Linked DNA regions of Sus scrofa: all the other regions are linked to region 3. The links are chromatin contacts, called in public Hi-C maps. All regions are on one chromosome and are shown on one strand. Each heading gives the region's core, a stretch centred on a gene start, on an enhancer-like site or on the middle of the called end of the contact. The rest is flanking DNA. Distances are from core to core; before and after follow the strand shown.

Evidence for each region. A called contact is a pair of places that touch in the nucleus more often than the background predicts.
Region 1: a contact with region 3 is called in a Hi-C map of liver, with 4 times the contacts expected there. The contact joins the promoter of ARF4 here to the promoter of SLMAP in region 3. A contact is called at or near these places in 2 of 5 promoter capture datasets (fetal liver and liver), 6 of 47 Hi-C or Micro-C datasets (heart right ventricle, liver and skeletal muscle) and 2 of 2 datasets of contacts at active chromatin or transcription factors (alveolar macrophages and skeletal muscle).
Region 2: a Hi-C map of heart right ventricle shows a contact between it and region 3, with 2.4 times the contacts expected there. The contact joins the promoter of FLNB here to the promoter of SLMAP in region 3. A contact is called at or near these places in 2 of 47 Hi-C or Micro-C datasets (embryonic fibroblasts and heart right ventricle).

The regions. Positions count from the first base shown.
Region 1 is chr13:39,428,605-39,431,909 of Sscrofa11.1, reverse strand. It overlaps ARF4 (ADP ribosylation factor 4), which reads left to right and starts at 1,733. Exons shown (of 6, transcript NM_001048072.2): 1 at 1,733-2,140. The coding sequence starts at 2,074.
Region 2 is chr13:39,787,925-39,791,297 of Sscrofa11.1, reverse strand. It overlaps FLNB (filamin-B), which reads right to left and starts at 2,039. Exons shown (of 46, transcript XR_002337597.1): 1 at 1,109-2,039.
Region 3 is chr13:39,570,148-39,573,278 of Sscrofa11.1, reverse strand. It overlaps SLMAP (sarcolemmal membrane-associated protein), which reads right to left and starts at 1,349. Exons shown (of 21, transcript XM_021069059.1): 1 at 1,225-1,349; 2 at 1-1,022.

The sequences.
Region 1 (3,305 bases), core at 484-2,983, 140 kb after region 3:
GCAGGAACTCCAAAATAAAGCTGTCTTTTGACTACCACTTCCAAACTAGGTTCCCTCACTCTCTGGGAAGGTGCCCTCCTCCCTCCACATAGGCTAGACAGTTACACCACTATCATTATTACAGACTCTCCTTCAAAGCTCTTGTTCTGCATTTACACACACACACACACACACACACACACACACACACGGAAAATCTACATTTTTACCTTTCCTTACAGTACTTAGTCATTATTTGGCCTTTTTCAGTAAATGTATCTTAGCGATCTTTTCATTAGATTTACAGTTCTACATCATCCTAAACTCCTGAGAATACTGCACAGTATGGAGATACTACAGTTTGTTTATCTATCCCACCATCATTCAACCATATTTGAGAGTCATGGTGTGCCAAGTCCATTGCAAACAACACAGAAAAACAAACTAGAGTTTGGCCCGTTTACCGTTTTCACACAAGGGGGTAAAGGGAAGAGGGTTGTCAACAGTAATATTGAATGCGAAATCCTAACTATGAAGAGTGGTTATGATTTTTTAAAGCCTGAGTAATTTATCTAGTTGGAAGCTCAAGAATGTATTTTCCAACGCAGTTAAACTCTAACCAGATCTAAATGGTTGGTGAGGAGGTCCCACTGTGGCACAATGGGATCTGATCCCTGGCCTGGTAACTCCATATGCCTGCTTAGGCCAGCCAAAAAATTACAAAATAATAATAATAATGATAAAAAAAAAGATAGGGAGCATGACTTAATACTAAACGGCACCAACAGTATAGAAGAAACCCATAGGAGGTGGGGAGGTTGCTCTTTTATACATCTTTTTTTGCAAATTGTATACCTTACTTTGGAAAACATTAAGATCTTTTTTTTTTTTCTTTTTTTTTATTTGGAGGGCTGCACGCACAGCATATGCAACTTCCCAGGCTAGGGGTGGAAATGGGAGCTGCAGCCGCGAGCCTCAGCCACAGCCACAGCAACGAACGCTGCAGCTCATGGCAACGCCAGACCACTGAGCAAGGCCAGGGATCCAACCTACATCCTCATGGATACTACCTGAGCTCGTTACAGCTGAGCCACAATGGGAACTTCTAAGATCATAAATATTTTTGAACTGAGGAGTCTTTCCACTTCCTCAACATAAGGGATAAATCTTCCATGCTTGTTCTAGGAAAGATTAAAAAAAAAAAAAGCAAGCCCTTCAAATTGGCTCCTCTTTAAAAGCTGCAATAGTCTACAAAAAAGTCTCGGAGCTCTCCTCTAGACATAGGATTAGGATTAGGTAGCGTCAGTGGGACCTGGCGGCAGGCTTTTAACAACTTATCTTCTGGGAAAACTGGGCCTGTCTTCACTCCTCCATTAGGGCAAGTGTCTGGTCCCGTGGGTGAAATATGTACCTCCGTGGCACCAGGAAATCTTTAGCGCGTTGCGTAGAAAAAGACGCCCAAAGGGCGAAAAGAACGGAGGCTTACTACCTAACCCACAATGCACAGCTCGCCTTTCCGGAATCAAGGAATACAACTTCCAGGATGCATTTCTCTAAACAGAAACGTCTCTCCTCGAGTCTGATTGGAAGTGACGAAGCGAGGCATTGTGGGATTGTATTTGTCGCCCAGTACACAGTGGCTCACAGGCCTCGCCTAGATCCAGGAGCCACGTCCGGGGGCTGACGCTGGCCAGAGGCGCACGTCAGCGAAGACGGCCAATCCCTTTCGTGCGCAGGCGCAGTGGTTCGGGTAGCACCGGAAGCGCAGGGGGATGGGGCGGCGGTGACGCGATTCTGTCCGCGTTGGAGGGGCCGGGCCGCTGCCGAAGTCGCCGCGGCTGCCGCGTGACGTGGCACAGGCGAAGATTTAACGCCAGAGCCGGAGCTGCCCCGCCAGTCGTCGAGCAGGTCCTTGCCCCGCTAATTTCTGTCCCGGGGCTTCGTCCGACACGCCGGCTAGCGAGCTGTCCCTGCCGCGCTCTTTCTGCCTTAGCTCCTCTTCGCCCTCTGACTTTGCCAGGAGCGTGAAAGGAGAAGGCCCGGGGACGCCCCAAGCCCCTTCTGCTCCTGCCCATTGCAAGTGCCATTACCGCCATGGGCCTCACCATCTCCTCCCTCTTCTCCCGCCTCTTCGGCAAGAAGCAGATGCGCATTTTGATGGGTGAGTTAGGGCCTGAGGGATGAGGCCAGGCCTCGGTGGGGCGGCCGGGTCTCTACGCTCTGGGCGGCCTTGGGGCCTGTTTTTTTCTCCCCGTCTGCTGTAGTGGGGGAGGGGTGGGGGTCGGGAAGAATTCTTAAGGGGGAACAATGGGGCGAAGGATGGGCGGTCGCCCCATCTGTCGGGGAGGCTGGAAAGGGGCCGCGGGCAAGGTTTCCTCCTGGGTTTAGTTTTCTCTCGATCCTACTGAAAGCCCGACGGAATTGGGCGGAGATGTGAGGTTAGCGAACTGTCGAATCTCGCAGAGCCCGGAAGATATTGGCGCGGCCCATTCTGAGAATGCGATCTGATTCTGCTCTTCCCCGGGTGTGGGCAGCAGTTTAGCCTTCCTCCTCCCTCTTTCTGCCCCGTGTACACACTTTTCACCCTCCTTTGGTATGTGAGCGAGCGGTCGCCCGGAGCCGGCCGGTGCAGGAAGTGACCAGCCCCAGTACAGTGGCAGGCGAGCGAACACCCAAGGTTTTAGTAGAGTCCGGAGTCCTCTGCGCTCTCTTCGCTAAACTTTGCTTCGCTCTGGATTCTGCTTCACGTTTTTTTGTTTTTGTTTTTGTTTTTTGTTTTTTTCCTATTAATGTTCCTGAAAATTGAGTTTATCATGAATGTTTCTTTTAGCCACGCTCTTTGGTTTACTCTCTTTGATTTTCAGACCACGTAATTTTTGTCCAGCTGGTGAAGATTTAATGGAAAATAAATTAGAAACTAAATTCTTTTAAAGTGCTAACACATTTTCAGTAAGTGAACATAATGACGCTTAATTTTAGGGTCGCCTTGTTAAAGAGTAATTACGAAGGTGTTTTAAAAAATTCTTAGGGAAAACGGGCTTTTTAAAAATTGCTTTTTAGGGTCCGATTTTTGCTCTGCTGAGGGAGAAGGGACTTGTTAGTCGAGTGATGTAAGCAACGTCTTCCCCATAGTACTATGAGTAGTCTCTACATCACCGCTAAGCTTTTTGCACCTGAATAATGCTATAAGGCGCCCCTCTAACTTGTAACATTGAAATCTGTTGGTTTATTAGATTGTTTTCTAGAGAAGTTGGGAGGTTTTACTTGAAAGTTTTCCAAAGCAAAATTCCGTAATATTTCAAGGTATTTGAAGATTGAGGGTATGC
Region 2 (3,373 bases), core at 790-3,289, 220 kb before region 3:
GTATGTGCACACCACGCTGTGCACAGACTGCACATATACTCACAAACGCACACTACACACCCCTGACTCCTACCCTTACAACCCACACCCTCAGCAGCCTTATGACCCTGCGGGAAGCCCTCCACTAGCCCTGGTCCTAGCGGGGACCTCACCCTCATCACTCCTCCCCAGCCTTGGGGGGAGAGGAACCCAACGCCAACTCCCTCCCTCCTCTCAGGAAGACCCTGGTGTGGGGAGGGCGGGGAGAGGAAGGCCAAGTCTCCTTTAATTGTCACCCGCTTCCTTCAATTCTCGGCTAGACCCTCTCTACTTCCATAGCCCTGGGCAAGCCCGTTAACCCTCTGGACCCTCTTGTCTTACACGCCCCAACTCACGGGGTGTGTAAGGACCGAGTTAACAGGAGGCTGTTGGCACACAGCGCGCACTAGCTCCCTACAAGCGGCCGCTACCGCCGCCGACTCTCAATAGTATCTTCAGAGGCGAGAGCTGGCTCAGCTCGCAGCGCGGGGCCAGAGCGAGCGCGAATGCCACACCCCCGGGCTCCCCTTCCGGAGACGGCGAGGGAGGGTCCCAGGCCCCCGTCTCCACCTAGGCGGCAGGGCCCCAGTTTCGGAGCACACTCCCTCCCCAAGGCCTCCGCACCTGGCCTCCGAGCCAACGCCCATCAGGCGACCGCCCAGCGCATCGGCCTGGGCGCAGCTGGGCGAGCGCTCCAGGGAGCGTCTGACTAGGGCCCCACCCCCGGGGACTGCCGACCAGAGGTTTCCAGTCCCCCAGCTTCCGCAGGGGCACCCCAAGTGCCACAGCCCGCACTCCCCCCAAGCGGCCCCAACATGAACCCTCAACCCATCGCCCGCCAAAGGCGCACGGCCCCGGCGCAAGGCAAGGAACTATCACTGTAAGACAGCACCCCAGGGAACGGCATGCAGGAGGGTGCCTAGGTCCCCTTTGTCCTCACCCCCACCCACCCCGGCCTCTGTGCCCACATCCAGCCGGTGGCTGCTGGACGCGGCGGAGGCGCGCGACAGGGAGCCTCAGTCTCCTCAGGGGCGCACGCGCGGGGGCGCGAGAAGTACACGCCGGCGCACGGCTCGGCCAGGGCACTCACCGATGGACACGAGCTTGATGTTCTCACGGTCCAGGAACTCGAGCGCCACGGACACGTTCTCAAGCTGCATCTGGCGGAAGGTGGGCCGCTGGTGGTACTTGCGGTACATGTGCTTCTGGCTAAGCACCTCCAGCAGCGCGATGAGCCGAAGCCCGTCGCTCAAGTCGGTCTGCAGGTTTCCGATGCGTTTGTTCACGCACTTGAGGTGCTCGTTGCACCAACGCGTGAACGTGTTCTGCTGGATCTTCTTCCAAGGCGCGTCCTCCGCCAGATCCTTCTCGGTTACCGGCATCTTGGCGGCGGGGAGAGCGCTATGAGCAGTGAGCTGCCGGGGACTGGCGTCGGGAGGCCCAAGGGCCGGGGGAGCGAAAACCAAAGCGGAGCGGGAGCGGGGCTCGAACTCGCTGCTACCAAAGCCGCGGCCGGGACTGCTCTGCGCCCGCCTGCCCCTGGCCGCGCGAGGCGCCTGGCCCCGCGCCTGCGCACTGAGACGACCCGCCCCTGAAGCTCCGCCCCGTCCCGACCCTCTGGCGGGAGTTCCCGGGTCACGCTTGCCCCCTGCAGCTCCAAATGAGCACTGCGCCCTGCGAGCTGCAAGGCGTCCGGGACCGGCGCTCGGTGTTCATTGCCTCTGCAGAAGAAAGCTAGGCAGGAGATGTCCGGCTACTCAAGAGGAAGGTCACCAGGTCCCATAGTGAGGGCACTTGCAGAAGTAGGGATCTGGGCTGGACGGAATGGACAGGGACGACGGCGTAGATCACAGGGAATGGAGTTGGTGCAGAAGGTACTTTTTCCATCTAGGTTCAATAAGATTCCATAAGGATTTTTATTGAGTTCCTGCTGTGCCAGGCACTATGTTAGGTCCTGGAGGACATCGTGAAAGTAATGGACATTTTACTTTTCATATTAATTAAACTCGTATGAATTGTCAGTCACAGTATTTATTGAGTGCCTACTGCGTGCTAACCTTCCTAGAGCTTGCCAACCAATGATAAGACAAACTTATAACTTAACCTAGACTTCATAGACTAATATATGAGAAAAATATAAAACCATCACAAAAAGCTTAATGGCAGTGATACAAATGAATGATAATTTACTGTGTGTATTAGTTTCCTAATGCTCCTGTAACAAATTACCAAAGCTCTGTTTTTAAAAAACAAAAACACACATTGTTATCTTGCTTTTTTTTAGTTTAGAGTCCCTCACTTGTCTCACTGAGCTAAAATCCAGGTATTGGCAGGATGCATTTCTTTCTGGAGGCTCAAGGGAAGAATCCATTCCCTTGCCCTTTCCAACTTCTGGAAGCTTCCTGAATTTCTTGGCTATGTCCTCTTCCTCCATCTTCAAAACCAGCCACATCAGGCTGAGTTTTTCTACACTGTTATCTCTCCCATTCTCCATAGTCACATCTTCCTCTAATTATCTTAAGGATCCATCTGGGAAGAGGCATTGGGCAGAATGAATGTCAAGGGCTTCCAGCTGTGGAAGAAGCCAGCAGATCTGTGGTTGGGATGCTCTATAACAGGTCATTTGTAAACAAGGTAAAGTGCTTTCTTCTGACAGATTGCCTCACTCACTGGAAATGCTCAAAACAGCCTTGAGGGAGAGAAGGTATTATTACCTGGCCCTGACCCTAGCCCATTGTTGAGATCAATAATTTTTTGAAGGCTCATTCCCCTCTTGAGTGATTAAGTGAAGAGATTTGCTGGAGGTCAGTTGGTAAGGACTGGATAAAGCTGAACTTGAACCTAGGTCTAACTCCAAAGTATGTACTACACCTAAAAGCCCCCATGCTCTTCCCAGCTTGGGCCTTGCCTTTGTGAGTAGCAGATTCACCAGTAGGCAGTGTTGGTAATGTTACCTACCCCGTGCCCAAGGGTTCTTGTTCCTCATGCTTTCTTCCACCCAAAGGCACTCATCAAAATGTATCAGCCAGGGCCTCATTCCCAAAGGGACATCCTCTCTGCTATTAGGTGAGACTGGGACTAATGCGATCACTTCAGCTCACTCAGCAGCTGATAATGCACCAAAGTTCTTTTTTTGGGGGGGGGGGCACACCCGCAGCATATGGAGGTTCCCAGGCTAGGGGTCTAATTGGAGCTGTAGCCGCCAGCCTATGCCAGAGCCACAGCACCTCCGCTCCGAGCCACGTCTGCGACCTACACCACAACTTACAGTAATGCCGGATCCTTAACCCACTGAGCAAGGCCAGGGATCAAACCCAAATCCTCATGGATGCTAGTGGGATTTGTTAACTGCTGA
Region 3 (3,131 bases), core at 100-2,599:
CCCCACCAAATTTTAAATTAAAACAAACTGCACATTGTCCAAGCATAACCAGTGAACATCAACAACTCTTCACTTGGGTGGGAAGACGAGTCAGCGCAAGCCCCATCACCTCCTTTAAAACCCAGCAGTGCCCTGATCACACCAAGTCCCCAACTGGTAGCTTTCAGTCCATCTTCTTCCCTGGGAAGAAAAGGCTCAAACATTGGACAGCTTCGGCCAAGAAAACTCCTGGAAGACAGTTTGGGGACTGGAGGTATCCAAGCAGATGAGTCACACGCCAATTCTTGGGTTTTGTTTGGGATCGCGGCCGCTTTCCCCCCTCGGTGGCGGAAATGTTGCAGCACTGCAGCATGAAGGAAGGGTCGGTTCGTTGCGGCCAGAAAGGTCCTTTCAGGCGGAAGAAAGGTGTAGCTGAGCACCTCTGGGCAGCCACCGCCCGTCTTCGAGGGCCTCCGGACTGGAGGGACGAGAGGCGATGGGGCCAGCGCAGGGGTCTAGACGGCCAGCCGGACAGTCTGCATTGCCCCTCCCGCGAAGGCCGGCCGGGAGGTGGCACAGGGTCCCCGGCCCCGCACGAGACGAGGTGGCGGTGGCTGGAGTCCCTGGCACGAGGAACGGGGACCGGCGGGAGCTAGGGCAGCGGCCAAGGCGGGACTCCGGGCACCTGGCGGGCGTCCCCGCGACCAGGGCGGGGATCCGGCTCAGCAGGCGGGTGGTGACCGAGCGAGGCGCGACCCCGGGGAGGATCCGGGGTCTCGGCCCGCAGGAAGTTGGTCCCTGGACTCCTGGGCTCCTGGCTGCTCCTCAGCACACCGGCCACCTCCTTTCAGAGTCTCTCCCGCGAGGGTCGCATCTCAGGGACCGCAGCTGAAGCTCCCGACGGACGAGGAGGTGGGGGAGGGAGGCTGGCCCGGAGGTTGGGGGAGAGGCCTGGAGGCCCCGGGTTGGGTCCGCCGCAGCCTCCACCGCTCGCAGCCGGTGGGACAAGCTCAGGCTCTGCCCGACGACAGAAACTTTCCGACCTGGTGGGGAAAACATCAAAACAAACGGCCGTCAGCGCCGGTGCCCGCCCACCTCAGCCCTCAACCCCCTCAGCCCACCCCAACCAGCCCCCGCGACTGGCCACGACTCGGCCGACCTTTCCGCTGAGGGGCCGCGGGGACTGGGAGCCCGGACGCCAAGACGGGTCCAGCTTCTCTTACCGCCGCCGCCGCCTCAGCTTACCTTGCCAGCTCCGGCCGCCATAGTGACTCTGACTGAAACCTACCCGGTGCACCGCCACGGGAACGCGCACCCTTCAAGGGCCCTCCTACCCCTTCTCCCGCGCCGTAGTCGGGGCATCACGTGACAGACGCCGCGGAAGCCATGATGGTCAAGGGCAGAAAAGAGGGCAAGCCTTTTTAACAAGCCTCCGCACGCCATCTTAGTTAAGGGTTGGACGCTTCAAAACCGTGGGACACCTTTGCCACCATTTTGGTTATGGGCAAGAAAAAATTTGACCTGTTGAAGGTTTTCTAAACATAACGTGCCAACTTCCTACTTTGCCATCTTGGTAAGAAGGCGCTAGCATTTACTAAATTTTATTCACTAGAGTCCTCATTGAAAATATCAACGCCCAAGGAGACCAAGCCCATCCAAAGGAGCTGTTATTAGCATCCATCTTAGTTGTGGGCAGCACAGCTCCCCGACCTCCACCCCAACAGCCGCCTTAGGTGTGAACAACTAAATTCCTACAAGTCTCAGGATTTGTGCATCTGTAACAAGATTCATCCGCCCTCTTTAAAGTCTTCGCTATGTATCCTACCCGGAGGAAAAACTCTTTCTTAGTCCTTGCGTTCCATTTCAAATGACAATTCTTCTCACTGGGCCTATCTTATTTCCCAGGCCCCTAGCGCTGACTCTACCCCGAAATTAGTGCAACTTCTGAAAGTTTAAAATCATGTTTTTCCAGAGAGAGAGGTCCTTTGGAATCAATGATGGCGTCATTCTTCAGATTCCTTTGACAACAGGCTCCACCACTCTGTGACCTTGGGGAAGTTTCTAAACCTCTACGAGCTTCGTTTTGTCATCTATTACTTGGAGATAATAGTTAACGCACCTGTTGTGAGAATTCAAGGGAGTAATCTATCTGCTCATGAAAGAGTAAATACTATTCAATTCTTACATACAGGGTTTTGGCCCTGTTCTAAGTTCTGTGCTGGGCCCTGAAGACACATAGATGAACCAAATCTCAATCCTTGCCCTCTGAGAGTATACCTGGGTATTGTGAGATAAGGATAGGGAGAGGAGGGTTTCAAATAGAGATAACTTCACTTTGATGCAATCAGGGCTAAGATGAAAACAAGCACTAGCCACTAAAGGGGTCTTCTATGGGAGGTAACTGAACTCAAAGAAGGATGGTAGGAAAACCACGATAAACATGGTATTTGCTGAATGGTTTCGTAAATTTCCAGGAAGGTTTAGTGAAAAAAAGAACAAGGCTTTTATTTTTATTTTTTTGCTATTTCTTGGGCCGCTCCTGCGGCATATGGAGGTTCCCAGGCTAGGGGTCTAATCAGAGCCATAGCCACCAGCCTACGCCAGAGCCACAGCAACGCAGGATCCGAGCCGCGTCTGCAACCTACACCACAGCTCACGGCAACGCCAGATCCTTAACCCACTGAGCAAGGGCAGGGACCGAAGCCGCAACCTCATGGTTCCTAGTCGGATTCGTTAACCACTGCGCTACGATGGGAACTCCAAGAATAAGGCTTTTAAAATGGTAGAACAACGTGCCTGGCACATTACAGTGTCTCAAATATTTGATACATGATTGAAAATTACATACTCTTTATTACGGGATACAGTAGGAGTGGCACAAAGAGAGTCCCAAGAGAAGAATATATGTTATAAGGGCCTTGTATACTTTCTAACTAACACTCTCACTACTTCAGCAAATGTGTATGGAATTACTACCATGTTCCAGTTACTTTATTTTGGACAAAAATAAGAATATATTGAAAAGTCTTAATATAAGAGGTTGAAAAGTTTTCATTTGTGGTAACTTTTAGTCTCATGTGGAATAAGTAATGTAGGTCCCTCCGCAATCTCTAATAAGTTTTGTGCATGAACTTATGCATTCTTTCAGTCCT